Linked DNA regions of Mus musculus: region 2 is linked to region 1. A link is a contact called in public promoter capture Hi-C data. All regions are on one chromosome and are shown on one strand. Each heading gives the region's core, a stretch centred on a gene start, on an enhancer-like site or on the middle of the called end of the contact. The rest is flanking DNA. Distances are from core to core; before and after follow the strand shown.

Region 1 (5,814 bases), core at 1,539-4,038:
TGTAGCTGAGCAGTGGTGGCACACACCTTTAATCCCAGCACTTGGAAAGCAGAGGCAGGTGGCAGGTGAATCTCTGAGTTTGAGGCCAGCCTGGTCTACAGAGTGAGTTCTAGGACAGCAGGGCTACACAGAGAATCCTATCTCAAAAGAACAAAACAGGGGCTGGAGAGATGGCTCAGTGGTTAAGAGCACTGACTGCTCTTCCAAAGTTCCTGAGTTCAAATCCCAGCAACCACATGGTGGCTCACAACCATCTATAATGAAATCTGACGCCCTCTTCTGGAGTGTCTGAAGACAGCTACAGTGTACTTACATATAATAATAAATAAATCTTTTTTTTTTAATTCTGTATTTTTTATGTATATGCATGTTGTGCCTGCATAAACACCTGCATGCAAGAAGAGAGCATCAGACCCCATTACAGATGGTTGTAAGCCGTGGTGTCTTTTCTGAGAATTGAACTCGGGATTTCTGGAAGAGCAGACAGTGCTGTATCCACTGAGCGTTCCCTCCAGTCTGGTCCTACCTCTAGTGCTAAAAGCAAGCACACAACACAGGGTTGGCTACTCAGAAGGACAACTGCTCATACATGGGCCCCTCATCTGAGGGAGCCAATGAGAATCTTCCTTGGCATCTTGGCTATCACTACGGAGAAGTTTTAATGGGGTGTAAGATGTTGTAAGGGACAGGACACCATGAGTCACTGGGACATGGCAGGAGAGTGAAACCCACAAGGACGGGACGGGGAGAGATGCTGAAGGATGGATGAAGGTTGGGAAGATGAAGGATGCTGTGTGGCAGTAGCGCTCAGATGCTTGGATCCAGCCGTGCGGAAAACATCCTAAGACTTTTATTTTGTATTTACCTTGCAAACTAAGTTTGACTCATGCCGATATCAGCTCCCTTCAATCCAGCACTCCTGGCTAACTCTGGCTATTTTGCAGCACTGGTCTTTATTTCTGTGAATTTACTTGACCTTTGTCCAGTACCCATAAGGCACTCTGCTTCCTTTTCTGCCGCTCTGCCGCTCTAGCTGATAAGAGCACAGATGGCCTCTCTACTTCAACCCTGCCTCTGCTGCCCCGGTTTTGTGCCCACAGTTCACAGCCTAACTCTACCTGCAGAGTGACTGGTCCCTGAGACCAGAAAGGCCCCTACCTGTCGATGGGGTGGATTATGACGGGGATGGCCAGCAGTCCAAGTGTGGTGGTGGTCCATTTGCGGACAGTCGGGGGCCAGTGGGTCATAGTACCCAAGACATAGAGAGAGGCAGCACACAGACGGTTGATGGTGAAGCCTGGGATAGCCACAGAGGCCAGAGACTGCCACACAAAGGTGTCGACCACAGCCAGGGCCATTCTGGTGTTGCGGCCTGCTTCAGGGCTTGGCACCTGAAAGGTACAAAGACATTTAGCCCAGCTGGGGCAGAGGTAGGAAACCTATAGACAGAAGCATGCCGGTGGACCAAGGAGGAAGAACATGCGGAGGTAGTAGGGTAGAAGGCAGCTGGGTGGAGGACTGGGCTGTACTACATTCAGGGTTGGGGGTGATTTGCCCACATCCAGGAGAGGTACCAACTGTCACCTCCTACCCAAATGGTTTGGTCGGGTGGGGATGAACAATCCTACAAACAAGATTAGCTTATGGACTGCACTATGAGACGCTAACGGGGATAGGGCTGTCCCCACTGCAAGACTGCATACCACCCACACTAGGATGGGTTGGAAAGGGTTAATTAACACTCACCTCTCCTGCCTTCTTGCCTTTGTCTATGGCATCGGCCAGGACATAGGAGCTGGACACACCATAGCTCAACCACACCACAGCTGCAGGAACCAGCGAGCGGAAAGCCTCCCCCACCTCATTGGCGTAGCCTGGAGGGAAAAGGCATTTAACTCTCTGGCCCTTTCCACAAGGGGGCGCTACACAGAAAGCTGCTTCTAACCCTAACCTCTTAAACTACAGTGCGGCAGGTGACCTCAGTCAAGTAACTTTACCTTTTGGTTTCTAGGCCCGCGGACTGACACCGACAATGAAGTTCATGGCTCACTGATCAAAGTCCCCAGCCGTGGTTCTGGGGATCTGCACCAGGGAGGCGACCGGAGGCCACCGAATCACTGAGGGTGGGCTCCACTGACCAGTATCAAGTGCCAGGTCTTTTAAGGCCTTACCTCAGCCCGCTCTTACAGTCAGCACCCGACAGGAGTGCCTCGCATTCAGCCCTTTTTACAGAAGAGAAAACTGAAGCTTAGGAAGAGCCTGGGAAAGGCAGACTTGCTAGGAGTCCAGATCCTCTGACGCCATGGCTAGTGCACGGTCATGGCAGAGGGCAACCCACACACTCGGTTTGTGCCTCCAGAAGAGCCCCGTGGACAGATCTGAACCAACAGGGTTGTGTGACCTTGGACAAGTCCCTAGCCTTCTCCTGAGCCCTGTCTCCAGGCCAAGCCGAATAAGAACTAAGCCCCTTTTCAGACTCCAGATCGGCAACCCGGTCCATTGCTTCCCCCCCCCCCCCGCCCCCAGCCCCTCCGGAGTGGTGGGGTCGCTGCGTCTGTCACTCCCACGCTCACCCAGGTAGCGCACCCACGTGTCCCGGTAGAGGTCGCGCTCGGCGCCCTGCCGCTGCTGCTCCGACATGACTTCCCCGGCAAGGTTGGAGTCGCTGCAGATTAGAGTCTCACCACAACTGTGTCTCCACTAGCACTTGGCTAACACCAGGCAAGAACCCGCCAGTAGTCCGAGGCTGAAGGACGGGTCCCGCTATCGCTAACGCCACTGCAGGGAGTGTCTGAAAATTGCCTTATACAACATCCAAGCCCCTCTCCTAGGCTTGGGTTTTGCAGACAGATGGTCTTGTTTTCTCTGAGCAGTTAATGCAAAACTCTCCCAGACATGACTAGTTTTTGGAGTTAAATAGGTCAGAGTTCCAATCGGAGAATGGAATCTTCTTAGGTGTGCGGCTTCTAGGAAAGGTGTATTTCTCTGAGCCGCGGTTCGTGTGTAAATGGGAGGCGTGCCAACATTCACTGCCTTAGACAGTCGCAAGGACTAATTAATTATAACAGTCATCATGTGTCCAGTAGACTCAAGTTTGCTTCCTTAAGCTCTGGCACTAGCGTAGGGTCCTACTTTACAGTAGGGAAATAGAGACACAAAGAGGACAGCCACTCTCCTGACTCATGCAACTGTTAAAATGGAAAAGGGAGCTAGGGAGTTATTACAAGGGGCAAAAGCACTCTGAATCCTCTGGGATTTCAGAGGGGCAATGCTATGGCCCCTAGAGACAAATCCTACTTGGGCCGCCTAGTAGATGTAAGCCACTTACACACACACACACACACACACCGCCCCTCCCCCCACTCCCCACCCCGGTCCCAACGACCACGTCTGTAAAGCAAAATGGGTGAGAATGGAGAGATGGCTCAGTGGTTAAGAGCGCTTACAGCTCTTCCAGAGGGCCGGAGTTCCAGTCCCAGCATCTACACGGGTGTCTCACAGCCATCTGTAACTCCATCTCGGGGGAATCTGACACTTCTGGTTTCCACAGGCAGCACCCACCTCCCCCAAACACACACACCTATACATTCACACATGAGACACACAGATAAATTCAAATAAATATGGCCTTAAATCTCTTATAAGCCAGGCATGGTGTTGCATGCTTTCATCTCAGAATGTAGGAGGCAGAAACAGGTAGTATTATGTGCGTTCGAGACCAGCCCTGTCTACACAGGGAGTTTCAGGCCTGGTTGGAGGCTACACAGTACAAAAAATATCCAGCTAGGTAAGAACAGGGTCTTATCTAGCTTTGCACAGTTCTTTTAGCTTTTTTAGATCCGAAAGGTGTATACCGACTCCCTTCGGAAGCCAGTGTTTTCAGCCCGTGTCTTCTTGAAACTTGTGGGTCACCGGGGACTGAGCCCGGCGCGGGTGGGAAGGTAGAGTGCTGGAGCGGAATTAGGAGACGGTCCCTAAAGCCACGTGACGCTAACCCTCGGCCTCCCTCCCATTTAGTACCCGCTGCGCCGGTCACCGCGGGAGAACCGCCCAACCCGTCTGGAACCACCGAATGGGGCGGGGCCTCCGCCCTCACCGTGAAGGCTCTCGGGAGCATCCGAATGCCTTGAACAAAGATGGCGGACGACGCTCACCGGCTGAACCAATCGGAAGGCAACTTGTTAGGACTTCGGAGAACGTTGTCGCGAGAGGAGAGGAAAGGGACGTTACTGTCTCTCTGTGCGTGCCTGTGTCCGAGTGTCGTGAGAGTAGAGGGGAAAGGAACAGAACATGTGTGTGTGTGTGTGTAATTTTAGCCTGCTACTTGGCATCTGAAAATTTGGGGTCTAATGTAAGAGACCGCTAGGAAGCCGGCGATGGGCAATGAATTCTGCTCTTTGCTTTGAAAATTGATCACTTTATTCATTGGTTAATGTACCTAACAGCATTGTAAACCAAGGCCAGGCTGTGCCCCTGAGATGTGTGACTAGATCCTGGGTAGCCTCGGCCCTCTCTGCTTGCCATCCCTGCACCTGCCCAGAGCTCCCTCCGCTTCCTGAGACGAGGCTGGGCCAACGCCTCGTTCAGAGGAAAAGGCAGACCCCGCAAGGGCCTGGGGCATCCTTCCTGAATTCTGGGCAGCCTGTAACCTGGCTCTCAAGTTGTGTGGGGTCAAGAGCTTTTTATTGCAAGGTCACCTGTGCCTGGCCCCCCTCTTTACCCTGGCTCAAATGTTTGCCCAGCTATGGCTACCTTCCCGGGAAACCGCCCACCCTGGCTACCTGCATCCCCAGGCAAGAGGAAGCCACTGCTGCTATTACACGCCTCCACAGAGAAGGGCCCACCAAGCCCTTGCTCCTGTCAGGAGACTGGTTCTCAGGCACTGTGGGAGACTGGACTGGGAAGTGCACTCAGTGCTGTCTCAGCCCCAATTGTCATCTTTGTGTAGGGCTGCTCAAGCGGAGGGTTACTTAGTGAGAGGCTTGGGGCCCACCCACCGCCTCCTTGGTCCTTTCCTATCTATGATCCCTGAAATTAATTACCCTTGTGCTTGTGGAGGGTTTAAACAGGCAGCCAGTGGAACCCAGGAGTTAATGAGGTTCTGGGGGGGGGGGCTGTTAGCCTTCCTTCCAGTGCTGACTTGGGTTACTCCTGAGATTGGGGGGGGGGGGGGACGAGAGACTCAAGGCTTATGACAAAAAGTTTCAAAGAGCTTTGGATACCCATCACATCTAGTGGCCTGCTACCTTGCAACCATCATTACAATCATGGAGGTTTGGTCCATGTTCATTTAGGAGCAAGTTTCTCCCCAGCAGCTGGCTTCCCTGAGTATGACATCCAATCGCTTCACTTCTTTCTAAGTTCTTCCCTGCCACCATCCTGTGTACCCTTCCCTCCCTGTCTCAGCTGTTCCTGGGCAGGTGAAGTTGGCAAAGTCTACAGGGTAGACATCATTACAGCCGGTCCCTGGAGACCCCTTAGTATTCTGACGACGAGGACCCATCTAGCTATTTATCCTCATTCTGATTCTGAACAGGAGCTCCGTCCAGTCTGAAGTCTTCCCTCCAGCCCAGTTTCTTTGGGCTAATTGGTTGCAGGAAAATGACTAAAGAAACTGACAGGAAGACATTGGGGGGGCCAGGCCTGCTGCAGGGGCGAGGTGTTATTTGGGGGTGTCTGCCCCCTGCTGGTTCATCTTCTCTTCGGCTGCTTTGTCTGGAAGCAGGACCTCCACGGTGAAACTGACTTTCTTGGCATGGATGAAGCTGTAGGTGTTGTCGAACCGCAGAACATCTGAGGAAGCAGAAAACCAAG
Region 2 (5,814 bases), core at 1,868-4,367, 1.7 Mb after region 1:
AACCCAGGGTCCTTCATGGAAGGAAACTTGACTTTCCCTCGGCCAGCAGCCTTCACTTACAAATAGCTCCTTGGCTAGGGTGGGCGGGATTTTGTGTCTACTTCCTCTTCTCAGCGCTAGGATTGTCTGACTTCAACTTGTGCAGGTCTTCTGCTTGCTGTCAGTCTGTGAGTTCATACATACAACTGCTCTGATATGTCTTTAAAAAGCTCTTTCCTTGAAGTTATCCATCTCTTCTGGCTCTGACTGGTTCTAACAATCTTTCTGCTCCCTCATCTAAATAGATCTCCTAAGGAGAGAAGGGTGTGTGATATTGGCTGAGTGTTCCAAAGTCTCTTATTCTCTGCAAGGTGACCAAAGTTATGTGTGTATGTCAGGGTAGAGGGTAGTTGTTTTTTACTTGCCTGATTTTTTTGGAGACAAGATCTCACTATACTATACTGGTTGGTGCTCTACAGCCCAGGCTGACCTCAAACTCACAGAGATCTGCTTCTGCCTCCGAAGTACTAGGACTAGAGATGTGCACCATCCTGCCTGGCTGTTAGTTTTTTTGAGACAGGGACTCACTTGCAACCCAGGCTGGCCTGAACTAACAGCAATCCTCTTGTCTTGGCCTCACAAGAGCTGGAATTATAGGCACAAGACACCAACTCCAGTTACATTTGTTTATTTTTTTTAATGGGAGACTCTAGATGTTGCCCAGGTTGGCCCTAACTCACGATATTCCTTTCTCAGTTTCCAAAGTAGCTAGAGTACAAATGAGAGCCACTGCACCCAACTGGAAACATGCACCCAGGTGGGCTGTGAAAACATGACTCCAGAAGCAAAGTCTTGTACTTAAGCCATCTGAGTGAAGTTTCAACTAGCTTTGGAAGATTACTCAAGAAAAACAAAGGAAGCTTTCCAGATAAAAGTAGGCCACAGGGCTGGAAAGATAGCCCAGTGGTCTAGAGCACTTGTTCTTGCAAAAGACCCAGGACTACATGGTGGTTCACAACCATCTTTAATTCCAGTTCCAGGAAATCCAACCCCTCTTCTGACCTCTTCAAACCACTGTGGACACATACACACAAATATAAACACACAGGCAAATATTCATACATATATATGTATATACACACATATATATATGTATGTAATATATGTGTAATAAAATGAAAAGAATCTAAAAAAAAGAAAGAGTCAAGGTGTAAAGATATAGAAGATGGGGCTGGAGGGATGGCTTAGTGGTTAAGATCACTGGCTGCTCTTCCAGAGGTCCTGAGTTCAGTTTCCAGCAACCCCATGGTGGCTCACAACCATCTGTAATGGGATCTGATGCCCTTTTCAGGTGTTTCTGAAGACAGCCACAGTGTACTCATATACATTAAATAAATGGTTTTTTTTTTTAAATGATAGAAGGTGCAGGATGGGTAGATCTCTGTGAGCTGAATGAAGGCCAGCCTGGTCTACAGAGTGAGCTCCGGGATAGCCAGGGCTCTACAGAGACCCTGTTTTGAAAGATCTGCCTGCTTCTGCCTCTAGAGTGATGGGATTAAAGGCATGAGCCACCACCACAATAGCATAACTAAAGGTAAGGAAGTAAAACTTAAAGACAGCAGACCCTAAGGGATCACAGAGAGCCCTGAATGTATTCCCACAGGCCACAGATCTTCCTTGTGGAGTTTTGGAAGAGGGTGGAGCTTGGTAAGGCTTATAGTTTAGAGGACAGTTCATGACATGTGTTTAGGATAAACTAGGAGAATAGGTGAATGGCATATAGGAATCTGGCTGGGAAACCATTTAAGTGTTCGATTCATTGTTTTTGTTTTGGGCAGGGTTTGTATGCGTATGTGCAGGAACATGACAGAGGCCAGAGTAGAATGCCAGATATATGACAGAGTAAATGCTACTCTTTGTGCCTTACTGCTTTTGGTGCAAGGTCTCTCACTGAACTGGAATCTCACTATCTATGCTAAGGTAGCTCCAGGGATCCTGTCATGCCGGCTACCCAGTGCTGGGGTTAGAGACATGAGTAGCCAACCTCACCTTTTCTGTGGGTACTAATGATCTCAGGGCCCCATGCTTGCACCACAAGCACTCCTATCTACTATCTCCTCAGCTCCTCTAGTTTTAGATTTTCCTTTGGGGATCTTTCTCTCTTTCTTTCTTTCTTTCTTTCTTTCTTTCTTTCTTTCTTTTTTTGGTTTTTCCAGACAGGGTTTCTCTGCATAGCTCTGGCTGTCCTGGAACTCACTTTGTAGACCAGGCTGGCCTTGAACTCAGGAATCCGCCTGTCTCTGACTCCTGAGTGCTGGGATTAAAGGTGTGCGCCACCACGCCCGGCTTTTTTTTTTTTTTTAAGACATGGTCTTACTCTGCAATCCAGGCTGGCCTCAAACTCACTATGTAGCCCAGTCTGGTGTTGGAACACCTTTGGTCCAGAGCAACTGCACTAGCATACCCTATTAGGTTTATCTGTCTGGAAACAATATATATGATTATTTATATAGAGAGTCCAGATTCTTTACTGTATGAGGCACGCTGATATTATGTATTTTGCCATATTCTATTTCATTTCCAAGATGTTGGCTACAATCTATTACACAGATTTTGTGACATACCACTAAGTTCTTTACACTTGGTCTTAAACAGTTCGATGTCTTGGGGAAAGGGAAGCAGAGTTTAGCTTGGGATGTGCACTTTCAGGCTGAGTCTCAATAGCGGCAGTGCATTGAAGCCAACTAAGTACTACTGAAAATGCAGCTCTCCAGACATGTAGATGCATCTGTGCTCAGCACCTACGCGTATTCAGAAATATCTGTAACACTTCTGCCCAGAAAGCATATAAAAGTGAATGTATACTTACAGCGCTGACAACCACTAAGCTCAGGAGTTAAGTGACAGCCTGGGGAGGAGCCCAGGGAGGGGCAGAGAGCATAGCGTGTGGCACCTGCGGTTTCAGGCATGTCCTGGTGCCCAGGCCCCTCGCCTAGCAGAAACCAGAGCCACAGGGCCGTGACCGTGGCCGAGTAACTGACCGTGCGCGACTCCGTGGTCAGACCCAGGACTGCTGCGCGCACTAGCTACCCACAGCGCACCGCGGCGCGCACGCGTAGAGCGCCGTTCCCGGCGTGCAGCGTTGCGGCCCAGGCGGCCGTCTTAGTCTGCCCCGCAGGGCCGGTGGGGCACGAGCAGCGGGAACATGGCTCTAAAACGGATCCAGAAGGTAAGAGTGGCGGAAACGGGGTCCTCCCGCCCGTCCACTCTGCGGGCTGTCGCAGCGAATAGAACCCCGCGGCTGAGGTGCGGCAGGGCGCACTGACACTTGCCCCGCGCGAGTTCCGCCGCGGTCGGCGCAGACTTAGGAGGTGGCTGAGTGCCTCTGGCGGGCGACTCGCGGGGGCGGAGTCATGCGACCGGGTCACGTGCGCGCGCAGCTTTGGGCGGAGTTTAGGGAAGCAGAGGGGTGTCTCCCAGGGTGCCTAGCACGAGAGGCTGAGCTGCGGGAGAATTTCATCCCGTAGGTTTGTATTAGCCCATTAACCTAGAGCCTGGTAATTGCATCTCAGAAAAAGAAGCCACCAATCCACCCTTTACCATTTGTTAACGTTTTAGCCTATCCACTTTTCGTCCTTTTCCTAAAGAAAATTATTTTATATTTCTAAGTTGTTTTTTGTTCCGTTTTGGTTTGGTTTGGTTTGGTTTTTTGAGACACGGCCTCCTGGCAGACCCAGAACTCGCTATGTAGACAAGGCCAGCCTCAAACTCACAGAGATCCTCCTGCCTCTGGTTGCCGAGGGGCGTGCACCACCATACCCTGCATTATACTGTAATTTATGATCCATGTTTTCACATAGTATTAATAGTTGGAATTTTTTTAAAGATTTATTTATTTATTTATTTATTTATTTATTTATTATATGTAAGTACACTGTAGCTGTCCTCAGACACTCCAGAAGAGGGAGTCAGATCTCGTTACGGATGGTTGTGAGCCACCATGTGGTTGCTGGGATTTGAACTCCTGACCTTCGGAAGAGCAGTCGGGTGCTCTTACCCATTGAGCCATCTCACCAACCCTAGTTGGGATTTTCTATACTGCAAAATGGTATTTATAACCTCTTTTTTAAAGGATTTGGGGCCGGGCGTGGTGTTGCATACCTTTTATCCCAGCACTTGGGAGGCAGAGGCAGACGGAGTTCGAGGACAGCCTGATCTACAGAGGACAGCCAAGGCTATACAGAGAAACCCTGTCTCGAAAAACCAAAAAAAAAAAAAAGATTTGCTCACTTATATGTGGGTGTAAGGTGCCCTGTGTAGGTGCCAAGAATCATACTCAGGAGCTCTGGAAGAGCAGTTCATGCCCTTAACCACTGAGCCATCTCTCCAGCCCTATGACCCTAACTTTTAGCATTAGCATGATTCTTTCCACCAAGTGGATCCAGGTTATGTGTCTCAATTAGATTTCTGTCGCTGTGATAAACACCATAACCAGAAGCAGCTTGGGAGGAGAGGGAAGCCAAAGCAGAGACCTGGAGGCAGAAACTGAAGAAGAGGCCATGGAGCAGGGCTGCTTGCTGGTGTGTGCCAGTTTGCTTTATTCTATACCCCAGGACCATGTGCCAGTTAGGGCACCGTGCACAGTGGACTGGGCTCTTTCTTCTACATCAGTCAAGTAAATGTCTCAGACATTTGTCTACAGGACAGTCTGATGGAGGGATTTGCTGGGTTGAGGTTACCTCTTCCCAAATGACCCTCCAAGTCGATTGACCCCTTATCAACTTAATATACCAATAGATTGTTATTAAACCATAATCTTTTCTTTTTTTGTTTATCCCCAAGAGCTCATAATAATATCACAATACAAAATACATTGCAACTTTTAAATAATGTGCTTGGTTTTTCTTAAGTTCTTTTGTGTATTGGTGTTTCCTCTGCATGAATGACTGCATCGTATACATGCTTGGTACTCTGTGGAATCCAGAAGAGGGTGTCAGATCCTCTTGGACTAGACCTTCAGATGTTTGTGAGCTATCATGTAGGGGTTGGGAGCAAGTACTCTAGCCACTGGACCATCTCTTTGGTTTTCATTTCAACTTTGTAAAGTCCCAAAGTCATTAAAAAACTCAAGCACTTTAAAAGGTCAGTTTGGAGAGACGTCTCAACAGTTAAAAGCACTTACTGCTCTTACCAAGGACTTAGATTTGATTCCCAGCATCCACATAGGCCCTAGGCAGACAACCAAGAAGACAGAGCTGGTCATTTTAAAGTGTCCAAATCAAAGTGGTGGGATCCCTTGATAGGCTCAGAAGAGCATTGTTCATTAGGCTCCTCAGCTGGTTTTTTCCTGTTTGGCTCTAAAGCTTGGCTCCACAGTGGTGTTACCAGGATATGCTTCTAGGCAGTTTGATAGCTGTTGGCCTAGCTAGGCTCATAGTGTGAGATGCCTCTTAGTGTATTAGTCAGGGTTCTCTAAAGAAACAGAATCACTTCTGTTGGGAGATTATGCATCAAATTTATTAGAGTGGCTAGTGCAACAATGACTGTCTCTCTATGGAAAGTTGAAGGATTTGGTAGTAGTTTCAGTCACAGGCTGGATGTCTCTCCTGGTCTTCAGTGTTCTTAGAATTCCAAAGAAGCAGGTTCTAATACTAGCAAAGGATTGCAGCCTAGATGAACTTGCCAGCAAGTGTGAGAGTGAGGCCGGGCGTGGTAGCGCACGCCTTTAATCCCAGCACTGGGGAGGCGGCAGAGGCAGAGGCAGGCGGATTTCTGAGTTCCAGGACAGACAGGGCTATACAGAGAAACCCTGGGGTAAAAAAAAAAAAAAAAAAA

Evidence for each region. Promoter capture Hi-C pulls out the DNA fragments that hold promoters and counts their contacts.
Region 2: a promoter capture Hi-C map of liver shows a contact between it and region 1, with 5 times the contacts expected there. The contact joins the promoter of Ube2d-ps here to the promoter of Mtfp1 in region 1. A contact is called at or near these places in 2 of 39 promoter capture datasets (both in liver) and 1 of 115 datasets of contacts at active chromatin or transcription factors (astrocytes).

The regions. Positions count from the first base shown.
Region 1 is chr11:4,092,643-4,098,456 of GRCm38.p6, forward strand. Mtfp1 (mitochondrial fission process 1) reads right to left here and starts at 2,789. Exons shown (of 4, transcript NM_026443.4): 1 at 2,574-2,789; 2 at 1,747-1,874; 3 at 1,159-1,391. The coding sequence starts at 2,640. Gm51935 (a long non-coding RNA gene) reads left to right here. Exons shown (of 3, transcript XR_003949843.1): 3 at 2,012-2,100. It overlaps Sec14l2 (SEC14-like lipid binding 2), which reads right to left. Exons shown (of 12, transcript NM_144520.2): 12 at 4,397-5,793. The coding sequence ends at 5,663.
Region 2 is chr11:5,759,033-5,764,846 of GRCm38.p6, forward strand. Ube2d-ps (ubiquitin-conjugating enzyme E2D, pseudogene) reads left to right here and starts at 3,118. Exons shown (of 7, transcript NR_015577.1): 1 at 3,118-3,208. It also overlaps a transcript of Urgcp not described here.